3 separate regions of the Mus musculus genome follow, and all the other regions are linked to region 2. A link is a contact called in public Hi-C data. All regions are on one chromosome and are shown on one strand. Each heading gives the region's core, a stretch centred on a gene start, on an enhancer-like site or on the middle of the called end of the contact. The rest is flanking DNA. Distances are from core to core; before and after follow the strand shown. Region 1 overlaps 4932412D23Rik (RIKEN cDNA 4932412D23 gene). Region 2 has its middle 41 kb from the start of Gap43. Region 3 overlaps 4932412D23Rik (RIKEN cDNA 4932412D23 gene).

Region 1 (3,782 bases), core at 263-2,762, 400 kb before region 2:
AAGCAATTTGTGTGCTCCCTTCTAGCCAGTGCTCTTCCAAAGAGGCTCCTAGCACTGTGTGTGTGTTACTTCACTGTTTGGAGGCTCTAGAGCAAGGGAGCATGCAGCATGCAGGTGTGTGTGTGTGTGTGTGTGTGTGTGTGTGTGTGTGTGTGTGTGGTTTGTTTTTTGTCTTAAGTCAGTTTTCTTACATTCAACATTACACCTGTGTGTAACATGACTAGGGTTTTTTTTTCCTGTACTTTTTAATTTTTATTTATTTATTTATTTATTTATTTATTTTATTTATTTATTTTGGTTTTTCAAGACAGGGTTTCTCTGTATAGCCCTGGCTGTCCTGGAGCTCACTTTGTAGACCAGGCTGGCCTCGAACTCAGAAATCCGCCTGCCTCTGCCTCCTGAGTGCTGGGATTAAAGGCGTGCGCCACCACGCCTGGCCTAATTTTTATTTTTAAAAGTATTTTTTTGTCTATAACATGTATTTTAGTGCTTGGTGCCTATAAGCAAACCGAGTATGCTTCCAAGTTTAAATGATTCTAAGATTAAGGAATGACAGCACTTATTTGAATTTCTTGACATTGGCTCACGCCTTTAATCCCAGCACTTGGGAGGCAGCGGCAGGCAGATTTCTGAGTTAATCTCATCTCATTAATCCCAGCCTGGTCTACAAAGTGAGTTCCAGGACAGCCAAGGCTACACAGAGAAACCCTGTCTCGAGAACCAAAACAAAAAACAAAAACAAAACAAAACATAAAACAAAACAAAACAAAATTTCTTGACTTGAAACCCAAGCTGAATTTATGAGTTCAGAGAGAACCAATTGTTCATAGCCATAAACTATAGTGACGCCAGCTAGAGATTGCTTATGTATTGTTGAATACCCACTATGCATGAATCTTTGAAGGTATTCTGATAGTTATGAAGGCAAGTAAAGGAGGAGGAGGAGGAGGAGGAGGAGGAGGAGGAGGGGTGGCAGTGGCTCATATTCTCAAGGAGTCTATCAGTCTTATCGGGGAAACAGAGCACTAAACTCAAATGATTATTCCAGGCAAAATTAAGAATCTACAAAACAGAAACAGCTGAGAAGATGCAGGCGCATCGATAAAGCATGACCCATCTCCCAGAAACCTATAAAAGTCCCATTGAGATAAACTTTGAGCTTCCTCTAACCTTCCAGCTTCTAAGATTTCATTAAAATTCTCTGTACAAAAGTAGGATCTTTATTCCCACTGGCTAGCCATTAGAGTTTATGGCTGTTCAGCGTATCCAGCACTTAGTCAAGAGGGGGCAGCATTCATCCTTTTTCTGAAACGAGTAGAACTCTGGCTGCCTGTCTTTCTAGGAAAAGAATACTTTAATCAGATAGAATTTCAGAGCATGCATATATTTTATGCCCCTGTTTTAATTGTTTGTTTATAGAGATGGTAACTGATGTGTACAGCTATGTTACTGAGACCAACAAATGAGTCCTGTTTAAGTAAGTGGAGCTGTGTCAGTGCCCAGAGATCCCCTTTCTCTGCCTTTGTCCCTTTCCTGGGCGTGGCAGCCTTGCTCAGACTCAGATTGCAAAAGGGCGGTGGCTGAAATGAACAAAAGAATTCAGACTTCTACTTTTCCCCAAAGAAAAGGCCAGCCAAGGGGAAGCCCCGGGAAAAAAAGGACTGTGTGTCTCCCATTGTTCTAACTATCTGATGCTTTCTTTCTTTTTCTTTCTTCTGAATGTTTGTTTACCTTAAACCTGTATTTGTAAGCATTGTTATTATAATAAAGGTAACTAAATAATCCCACTGGGGATTAGTGGCTGCCTTCTGTTTTAGGGGTGGTCTCCTTATCAACCAAGTAACCCTTAGAGCCCTTAGAGTTAAAGCAATGCATAGTGCCTGGTAGTTCTTTTCCAGCAGAAGCAGGGGCAGGGGCGTGGTAGTGAAAACTGAGAGAGGTTTAGCTGAAGCTATCAGACCACGTGTCTCTCTGACCTCCAACTGCCAGACCTCCAGATAACCAACTCCCTTTTGTTAGTGAGCCACTTTGATTTTAATGAGAGACATATAACCCCTCCCATGTTTTACGTGATTGACTTTGAGAAAATCAATGTTGATGGCCAAAAACGCCAAATTAACATCAGAGTAGATTTCCTTATACTGTATACAGCCTTAAATAGCCCTCTGAATGACATTTTGTTTTTTATTTAAGGAGTAGACCTTAGCCAAATGTCCTTGAATGATAAAAGAGAGTTGGCCCTCCCCATAATTAGCTTTTGTAAATATCAAGTCAAGGGTCAGAGCAAAGGTCATCTGATTTCTTTCTTTTGTGTAGAACAAGGGGCTTTAGTGACCATGACTGATTTTAGATCCAGCAAAGAATGAGGTCATTGCTTTTTACACAGACTGCATTGGATGAATCACAGAAACCATGGCAGTAACGTGAATACCAAATAATAACTGATAATTTGCGTACCAGTTACAAATACGCCTAATCTTAGATCTAGTAAAATGCTTTACTCTGTCAAGGAAATGAGGCTGCGGGATCAGCTCCTGAAAGGATTGCCAGTGACCTCATGCAGCTGTGATGTGAAGCTACAAAGCACTTGTCACATGCCACAGCTGAGGTCAGAAGTAGATCCTATCCAGGGACTTCACAGAGGGCGATAAAAAAAAAACCTCCGACTTTTAACTCTTTCAGCACTAGTCACGTAAACGCTACAATATATAAAATTTCAAGCTCATTTGAGAAATAAGACAAAAAATATTTTCATTTCTTTTGAAATTAAGCATCAGGGTTTGGAAACCACTTCTACTTAAACCAAACAGTGATTTCAAATGTGTTCATCAAGTGATGCTTTAGACTTTCCTTTTTAGAAAAAAAAAAAAAAAAAAGAAATAAAAAGGAAAAGACAGAACTGCTCCTCGATATGGGGGAGGAGGGATGTCATTGTAGATGAAAGGGGGAGCTTAGCCAGACTCAGAGACATCTGGGAGAATCCCGAGTGGACATGACCCTGAGCCATCGGAGTATGGGAGGGAGGAGAAGGGAGAGGAGAGAGAGGGAACCAGTTGCAGCAACCTATAGGGCAAAGATACAAAAAGTGTGGGTAACCAAAATGGCTGGATCATATAGGGGGGAGCAATCCAGCCCCCTGGGCTAGAGAGTTCAGGGTAGGGGGCAGAGATGCAAACGAGGAAGAACTTGTAGCAGGTAGGGGCTGAAGAACGCTGGGAGAACATGGATGCCACATTTGCTTTGATATGTTAAATAGGCACTTCAGCCATTTGTCCCAGAATTTGAAATTTAATATAAACCATCCTATCTTGGGATGGTAAGGTCTGAAAAATCTCTCCAGGATGTAAACACTGTGGTTGTAAAATGAGGACAATATCAGGCGAGCTGGTACAGCTGGGCAACCCTCCCTGGACAAGGTCTTGGAGGTCATTTAATCTAACTGCCTTATTTCACAATGAGGAAAACTTTGGCCTATGCATATTATAAGATATATGTGGAATTAGTTTTCTTCCTAGTTATTTACAATGTGTTTTCCTAGGTTCTCAGGAAACATAATAAACTTAGACCAGTAGATCATTGCAAGAGTGATAAGAATGGGAGATAGGGAATTTTAGGGAGTGGGACCCTGAAGGCAGTATCTCCATTCTTGTCCTCAGCCAGAAGCTAGATTTGTCCTCTTATGCTGGCTAGAGGCCAGGAATGCCAGAAGGAATCTCTGGTTTCTTGTTATCTCTCTCTTCTCCGCAATGCATCACTCCTGCCTGGAAGCTTTACTGAGTAAG
Region 2 (3,875 bases), core at 1,046-3,545:
GCACCAATATTAGTTTCATTTTATAGCTACAAAAACTAAGGATAAGCAAGTTCATACTGGCCAAAGTCTATGGAATCTAAGCCTTCACATGTTATACTGTAGCAAGAATTTTCCATTTCTTCTTACAGAGAAAAAAGACAGCATCTGTATGTCTTTTAGAATCAAGAGGATGCTTGAAACAGACCCAAAGTGTTATTAACACATGAGTGTTCGCAACACTCAGAGAAATAGGTGAAGCAGGAGCTCAAGACAATATGTTTTGCTCTCCAAGATTCTATTGTAAACCCATCTCAAAAGCTGAGATGATAGTAGCTAGGATATCTATGGGTATTTCCCCCCCCCCCCTACTTCCTCTCTCCAAAGATTTACGGTATCTACCTTGAGTTTGGCTTGTTTGTCTTCACAGCATCTTTCCTGATGTGAAAATGAGACAGCAAGCACATTTTTTAACAGTTTCCATAAGAAAATAAGGATCAAACAACACTGAAATTTGTGGTGATATGTGGGGGTAAAAGAAAAGAATTGCTGGTAAATGTCCTTTTGGGGGGATTTTTTAAAAGGCATCTGTCTATTACATGGAACACCCAAGATCTTTAGTTTTTTTTTTTAAAAAATATTTCCAAGTAGACTTTCAACACCAACCTAATTTAGGTAGCAACAGATAGTCACAGAAGACCCATAGGCTCCCTACTGGAGATGAATGGATTTAGACAACCACAGATGGTTAAAGGGGGCACTTGTCACTTCAAGTAGACAGAATTTCATCCTGAGTATTTTTTTTCTGAGAGAAAATAAAAGCAAGAAAAAAGGAAAAGCTTGGGGTTAAGAAAGGAGAATGGGAATATATGACCCTCCATTTCTATGGACTCAGTTTGAAAAGTAGATATCTCCTACTGAAAATTCACCATGTTCCAGCGACTTCCCATCACAGTGGTCCCCATAACAGCACCATCTGGAAATCTAGACATTTCAGCTTCTCATGCCTTGCCCACGGCTTGACGCACCTCTGACCTTCATCATGTTTCATATTCTTGCATCACTAGGCAATCAGTGCATACAGAGGCTCGGAGACATCTCTTCTCTGAACTGGAAAAGAATATTTGAAATATTGTGAAGGCAGTTTGTTGCTTGATACATGGCAGATCTAATGATAGTGGGTCTCTCTCTCTCATTCTCTCTCTCTCTCTCTCTCTCTCTCTCTCTCTCTCTCTCTCTCTCTCTCTCTCTCTCCAGGAGAAAGTGGTTACTTTTAGCTCAAAATTTCAGGCTATAGTTCATCATTTTGAGAAAGTCAAGGCTGAAACTTGAAGCAGCTAGCCATATCCTATCCAAAATCAAGAGCAGAGAGAGAAAGTAACACATAGATTCTCACCTGATTGACTGCCTGCACTCAGATCAATTTCTCTACGCTCATGCTGCCCAAGAAATCCTTTCACCTAGAGAATGATGCCACCCAGAGTGGAATGGGTTTTTTTCCCATCAATTAGTTAAGTTAATATTCCATAAACAAGACTGCGTGCCGACACAATGGACACAATCCATCACTGAGCAAGTTATAGTTTTTAATCTTCTCCATCACTAAAATAAAGACACATATTGATTACCCCTATCATAAAAGCTAGGGGAAGAAAGGCATACAAAGTAAGTGGAGCAATACAGGTGGAGCATGACCTCCACTTATTCTTTAGAATTATTAAACATCTAGAATAATCAGGCATCTATGCTTTTCCAACTGATTTCCAGTGTTCTGTGTCTAACAGAGCTCATGATATAAACTTGAATCTGTTTCTCAAAGTACCTACATGGTCTCTTACTTCACTTTTCTAAGGTATTTATCAAAAATTACCAAGGCTCAGGATGTATTCTATACTATGGAACCACTGATTTACAGAACATTTATATCTGGACTTTAATAAGCTCCCTGGGTAATTTTTATGCACAATGAAATTTAAGATATATTGCTCTGGACTGTAAGACCTCCAAGATAGGAATGGAAATATATTTGTCACTGTAGCCCTGCCAGTTTTAAGTATAATAGGTGGTCATATAATACCTTTGAGTAAACAAAGGCATAAAGAGAAATTATTTCTGCCTTGATCTCCTTTGTAGCATGTCTTCATCTTCGAGGGCCTTGGTGGCCTGTGTGTAGAATGAGCAAAGCAAGCTTTAAGCTACACCTCCTGATGGGAAAGAAGCTTTTCTGCATCAGAAATGCCCCTTTCAAAATGATCCAGAAGGACTTTTAAGAAAAGCCCCTTGGGAGCTAATTAAGAAGCCAGAGGCAGACAGTCAGTCGGCTGAATTAGATCATTGGCAAACCACTGAACTCAAGGATGAAAATCACAGAGCTGGAACAGCCATGGAAACCCCAAGGCAGAGGGTATATAGGCCGATAGCAGAAGTCAGATAGATAAGCAATCCTAGGCAGTAAACAAGCAGCCAGAAAGACTAAGGCAGCCATGTGTCTAGTCTGTAAAAGCATTAAGCTTCTAGAGAGAAATGGGGATGTGAAGCACTTCTGAGTCTTTTGAGCCGTGGTTGACAGAGCTGGGGGGTATAGGAGCAGTAGCAGGGCACCAATGGAGCAGAGATGCCTGAGCAGTAAAGTGTAAAACTAAACTCAGTTGGTGACCTGCTTTTAAAAAGATTTTTTTAGTGTTGGTGGGTTTTACCCACTGAAACAAACACCTGAGGCTTCCTCGGGGCAAGATGGAAATAGTTCTCCCCGAAGAGGTAATTGTTATAAATTGCTTCTTATGATGATCATATAACCACATTTTTGTTCTTATGCTCTTTGTTTAAATCACATTGTAGTGGAGCCCCTGGGGAATGATGTTCCGAGCTGTGTTCCCACCTCTTCCTATATGCTTATTATTTTCCAGAAAATTCTTTTCCAGCTTAGGTAAACACCTTTGGACTAACCAATTTAGCAAGAAAAATGTGGGAGATGCTCCCAAGAGTTAGTCGTATGGCTGCTGAAACTTTACAGGAGGTGAGCTGTGCAGATGGCAGGGGACCTGTGACAGTGCTCTGGTACCTATTGCTTCATCCACAGCCTCGCACATCATTCTGGGAGGCTGGCCAGAGTGAGTGATGTAATTGCTCTGAAATAAAGGAGGGAGTCCCAGTGTCTCTCCTGTCTCTGCACACTCAGGCATCATCCCTCCTCAGTTCACTAGACCCTCGATAGCATTAAAAAAAGCCTAGAAAGTGGCAGGGAATCCCCTAGAACTCCTTTAAGAGGCAAACCTTCTGGCCCAGCCTTGCAGAAACAATACAGATGTCAGCTGAAGCCTGCCAAACAAAGAAGCAAATCCCTCTTAGAAGAAAGACCAATTAAAGAATTAAAAGGGAAATGGGGAAATCTTGATCAGAGAAGATGAGGGATATCTCCTGCATTCTTTAAAATGTTAGTCATCTATGCTGTTTTGTCTTAGCTTACGTGCTCCTAGGACTAGCAATAGTAAGCCTGAGAAAAAGTCACTGCAAGCCTGTGTAACCCACGGAAGGCCTGAGCCAACACTGCTGGGTGTGTGCTCATTCTCCCCTTTCTATTTATCTAGTACTCAAAAAATGTTGAATCTGTTTTCTGAGGGGAGGGCTCTTAGGATCCCAGGCTTTCCTAGAGATGTGAGGGTGGAAGATACCAGAGCAAAAGATAAGTTTGGAGAGCTGGCAACCAGTATTGGTAGGACCCTCGAACACCTAGGGTAACTTCCTAATAAACTCTGATGTATGAGGAGTTATTAGGTTAAACTTCCTAATAAAACTCTCATTCTACAGTTTTAGAAAGATATCCTGTTGAATCACATGTGTTTGTTCATGCAAAGGAAAAATATCCATTTGAGATACAGAAATGGCAGTCTCTTCAACCT
Region 3 (3,352 bases), core at 433-2,932, 360 kb before region 2:
GTTGAGCTGCTACTACTCAATCCAGGCTCTGGTTTTTTTGTTGGTGAGGGAGCAGTAAGTCAACAGAATACAACATGAAAGAGAATCTGCTGGGAGAAAGGCAAGCAACGCGGTATTTTATGTGTGTCCTAGGTACTAGCCTAGGGTTTTAGGATTTGAACACAAAATCCCCCTCTGAACTCATTTGATTGTTCCTACTATGGAGGTCTAAAGAAGTGTCTGTTTCTCCCTGTGTTGGGGATATACCTACTCTGGGTAACTTGGGCAAGTTGGCAGACAAATGAACCCTCTGGACTACAATGGAACTATTTGCTAAAAATGTATACTTGCATTCTATGGACCAAGTATCAGGATTTAAAATTATCATTTGAATTGCAATTATAAAAACAAAACCAAATGGTGAATACTCAGCATGCCATTCTGAGGACTTCTTCCTGTTCCAGAGCCTGGGTTTGCCTTCCCCTTTGTTTCTTATCCTCTCTGAACCCTAAGGCTATTTCTAATGAGAATGCTTATCACACAGCATTTTGGTGTCCACTCACTTACCCACCTCGGTCACTTGACTCTAACTATCCCAGAGGAAGATGCTGTAGCCAGAAATGGTTCTAAGATGAATAAGTGGTTGAGCACAAAGAGAGCTAGAAAGCAACGAAAAGCGTTTGCATAAAGAGCTGAGATAGAATAATTCTGAGACGTTGTTCTGGAAGAGTAGACGTTAAATCTTCATTGTTGGGGTTTCTGACAGCTATTGGCATGAGGGGCAGGGTTCTATTGGCTGTTGCACTGTAACATTTTCCAAAGTAACCTTTTAGATCCTTTTCCTAAGGTCTCTCTGCCTTCCCCTGGATAATCAATACATAGATGAATCTGAAGGCTGCAGCTGTCTGAGTTTATTGTGCTGTTGTTACGCTTCGTATTTAATGATTCTAGTCTTCTGAGTGCATCCAGGAAATGATTCTGTACTCTATCTGGATCCTGTTCTTATTAGCATGGCCATCTTTCTTTCTTTCTTTCTTTCTTTCTTTCTTTCTTTCTTTCTTTCTTTCTTTCTTTCTTTCCTTCCTTCCTTCCTTCCTTCCTTCCTTCCTTCCTTCCTTCCTTCTTTCTTTCTTTCTTTCTTTCTTTCTTTCTTTCTTTTGTAAGGTGATTGTGTATTTTATATACTTATACCTATCTATGGCGTTTGACTACTGAAGGGTGGAAAGATGGCCCCCTTTTGACTTTTCTGGCTTTAAGCAGAAGTAAGATTATCAAGCCAAGAAAGTATATCCTAGAGGAATTCAGGGGTACGTGAATAAATAGTGTACTTTGGTGATAAACATTTGGAAGTGAAGTACTGTAAAAGCATATACATTCTGGTGGAAGAAGATGGGAGGTTTCTTTTTGACTCACTGCGGCTGTATTTTAATCTAACTAAAATTCTGGCATGCACAGGAAATCCCCAAAGCAAAGTGCCAGATGTCTTTTCAGGATCCTAGAGACATGGGATTCAGTGGGATTCGTTGCTAAGAAGATGATTCCCCCCTTCCATTCTTCACACTGATCTGACACCCGAGCGACAGGGAATTGATGTAAGCAGAGCAGGGATCTAACAATGTCAACTGTGCTGACATCATCCTAGCTGTGCAGGGCTGATGAGAATTTAGAACATCAAACACCCTCCGAAGGGCAGCGACCAGGTGTGACTCATTTCCCTGGAGAAGCCAGGGAGGAAGAGAGAGGGCAGGATTACTTCACACTGACACACGCTGCCTTTCAAACAGAGCTATCTGACTAGCTTTTCTGAGAACAGGAAAACATTCTTCTGTCTGTCTCCTCACTTCCCACCGGAAGCACTTTATATTCCAGTCTACCCAGCTTGCTATGCAGTAGAGTACTTTGACATCGTAATGTATGAAAATACACGTTCTCAGGATCATGAGGTTTTCTATTACATAAATCCAGCTATGAGAACGATTCAAAGGGTTTTGCTAGTCTCTTTTTCTCTCCCAGTGACATCAGGTGAGCTGTGCAGACACCACTGAAATAAAGAGAAGCTGAACAAAAGAGCACAGAATAGAGCTGCTGACACTGCTCTGCTGTTGCTAAATGAGGATAGCATTGCAGGTCCCTAACCGATTCTGCTGCTTAGATGGAAGGGGGAGGAAGTGGGCACAGTCAATGCTCAACAATTACTTCTTAGATAAATAATATAAAGAGCCTGTACATTTATGCATGGGTGCCAATATGCAGGCTACTATCTACTTTATGTCATTGGTTATTTGTCAGTTGGTTTGAAGAGTGAATAGATACTGAATCCAACAATATCTTCTGGTGTTAAGGTACAGTTTCCAAAATCTCTTCTTCGCAGAGAACGTTTCATTAGAACATTTGAGATGGGACAATTGAGCCAGTAAAGACTGTACATCAAAGCAGTCAAAATGCCCTCCAGTCGGATTAGTGTGTAATAGCAATTCAGGAGGTATAGTGAGCTGAATTATGATTGTGTCTCTTCAAAATGATCCCAGTGTGTCTTGACATTTTGTGGAATATTAGCTTATCTATTTCTTGAGTCAGTCACAACACAAGCAAACCAGGGACAATGCTTGTTGTTACCCTGCACTTGATACTTAAAATGCCAGTTATTCTCCCTCTTACTGTGCATGTTTAGAAAATGGCATATGCGGGACAGATCGTGAAGCATACTGGAATCAATGGGCATTGGCTGTGATTGGTATAGGTCGAACAGCACCAAATGCTGCATTACAGATCTGTAGGATGTTACTTGCACAATACAGATGCTTGTGAGGAAATAAGATGGGTGGCTTTTTAAGAAATATATATATATATATAATGATATAATGAATTCCAGGTTATTATAAGGTACTAAATCAATTTGTAAGGGAGATAAATTAAGCTAGCATGTTCCTAGAAAGAATCCTAAGTTTAGGAAGCAGATGTTGAGATGGGTAGGAAAAGAATTACATTTCACTTCTTATGCTTTGAGACCTACTTGGTAAAGATTTTCTCCGTGTGTTATGTCTCTGATCACTATTTTGGATATGGTAAGGCTGAGATTCGTGCAATAGTTAACAGTGCTGTTTCCTGGTGGTCGTTGATAATGAAGATCTATTGCATGGCTATTTTTGAAGTGGCTCTTAGAATCTTCTAGAATACACGAGAAGGGCTTCTCCACGTGTTGGAAGAGGTGTGATCATAGTAATCTTGGGATCACTATCGCTGTAAAACTCTTCTCAGACTTTCGTCTTCCCCTTGTAGCAGAGCCTAGCTACTTATTCCTTTGGGAGAATGACTTTTTGACATGAGGCAGTGGTATAGGATCTTTAGGAAGGAAACAGAAAGGAGACATAAA

The links. Hi-C and Micro-C count contacts between places; a contact is called where the count stands out from the background.
Region 1: a contact with region 2 is called in a Hi-C map of the N1E-115 cell line, with 7 times the contacts expected there. The contact joins two enhancer-like sites. A contact is called at or near these places in 2 of 15 datasets of contacts at CTCF or cohesin (both in the NIH/3T3 cell line), 4 of 484 Hi-C or Micro-C datasets (the C2C12 cell line, the N1E-115 cell line, forebrain and 1 more), 7 of 115 datasets of contacts at active chromatin or transcription factors (cardiomyocytes, embryonic stem cells, extraembryonic endoderm stem cells and 2 more) and 1 of 9 other capture datasets (embryonic stem cells).
Region 3: a Hi-C map of the N1E-115 cell line shows a contact between it and region 2, with 2.7 times the contacts expected there. The contact joins two enhancer-like sites. A contact is called at or near these places in 2 of 15 datasets of contacts at CTCF or cohesin (both in the NIH/3T3 cell line), 1 of 484 Hi-C or Micro-C datasets (the N1E-115 cell line), 1 of 115 datasets of contacts at active chromatin or transcription factors (neural progenitor cells) and 1 of 9 other capture datasets (embryonic stem cells).

Annotation. Positions count from the first base shown.
Region 1 is chr16:42,780,116-42,783,897 of GRCm38.p6, reverse strand. All of the region lies in intron 1 of 4932412D23Rik (RIKEN cDNA 4932412D23 gene), which reads left to right. Among named protein-coding and RNA genes, the nearest start is that of 4932412D23Rik, 94 kb to the left of the region's middle. Within about 2 kb of position 1,512, at least 134 of the 459 cell types and tissues checked have an H3K27ac peak or open chromatin away from gene starts, as enhancers often do. A contact at or near this core is called in the C2C12 cell line and the N1E-115 cell line, where this site is marked.
Region 2 is chr16:42,380,036-42,383,910 of GRCm38.p6, reverse strand. No RefSeq gene overlaps it. Among named protein-coding and RNA genes, the nearest start is that of Gap43, 41 kb to the right of the region's middle. Within about 2 kb of position 2,295, at least 10 of the 459 cell types and tissues checked have an H3K27ac peak or open chromatin away from gene starts, as enhancers often do. A contact at or near this core is called in the C2C12 cell line and the N1E-115 cell line, where this site is marked.
Region 3 is chr16:42,744,726-42,748,077 of GRCm38.p6, reverse strand. The region is part of intron 1 of 4932412D23Rik (RIKEN cDNA 4932412D23 gene); the gene reads left to right. Among named protein-coding and RNA genes, the nearest start is that of Gm29960, 94 kb to the right of the region's middle. Within about 2 kb of position 1,682, at least 69 of the 459 cell types and tissues checked have an H3K27ac peak or open chromatin away from gene starts, as enhancers often do. A contact at or near this core is called in the N1E-115 cell line, where this site is marked.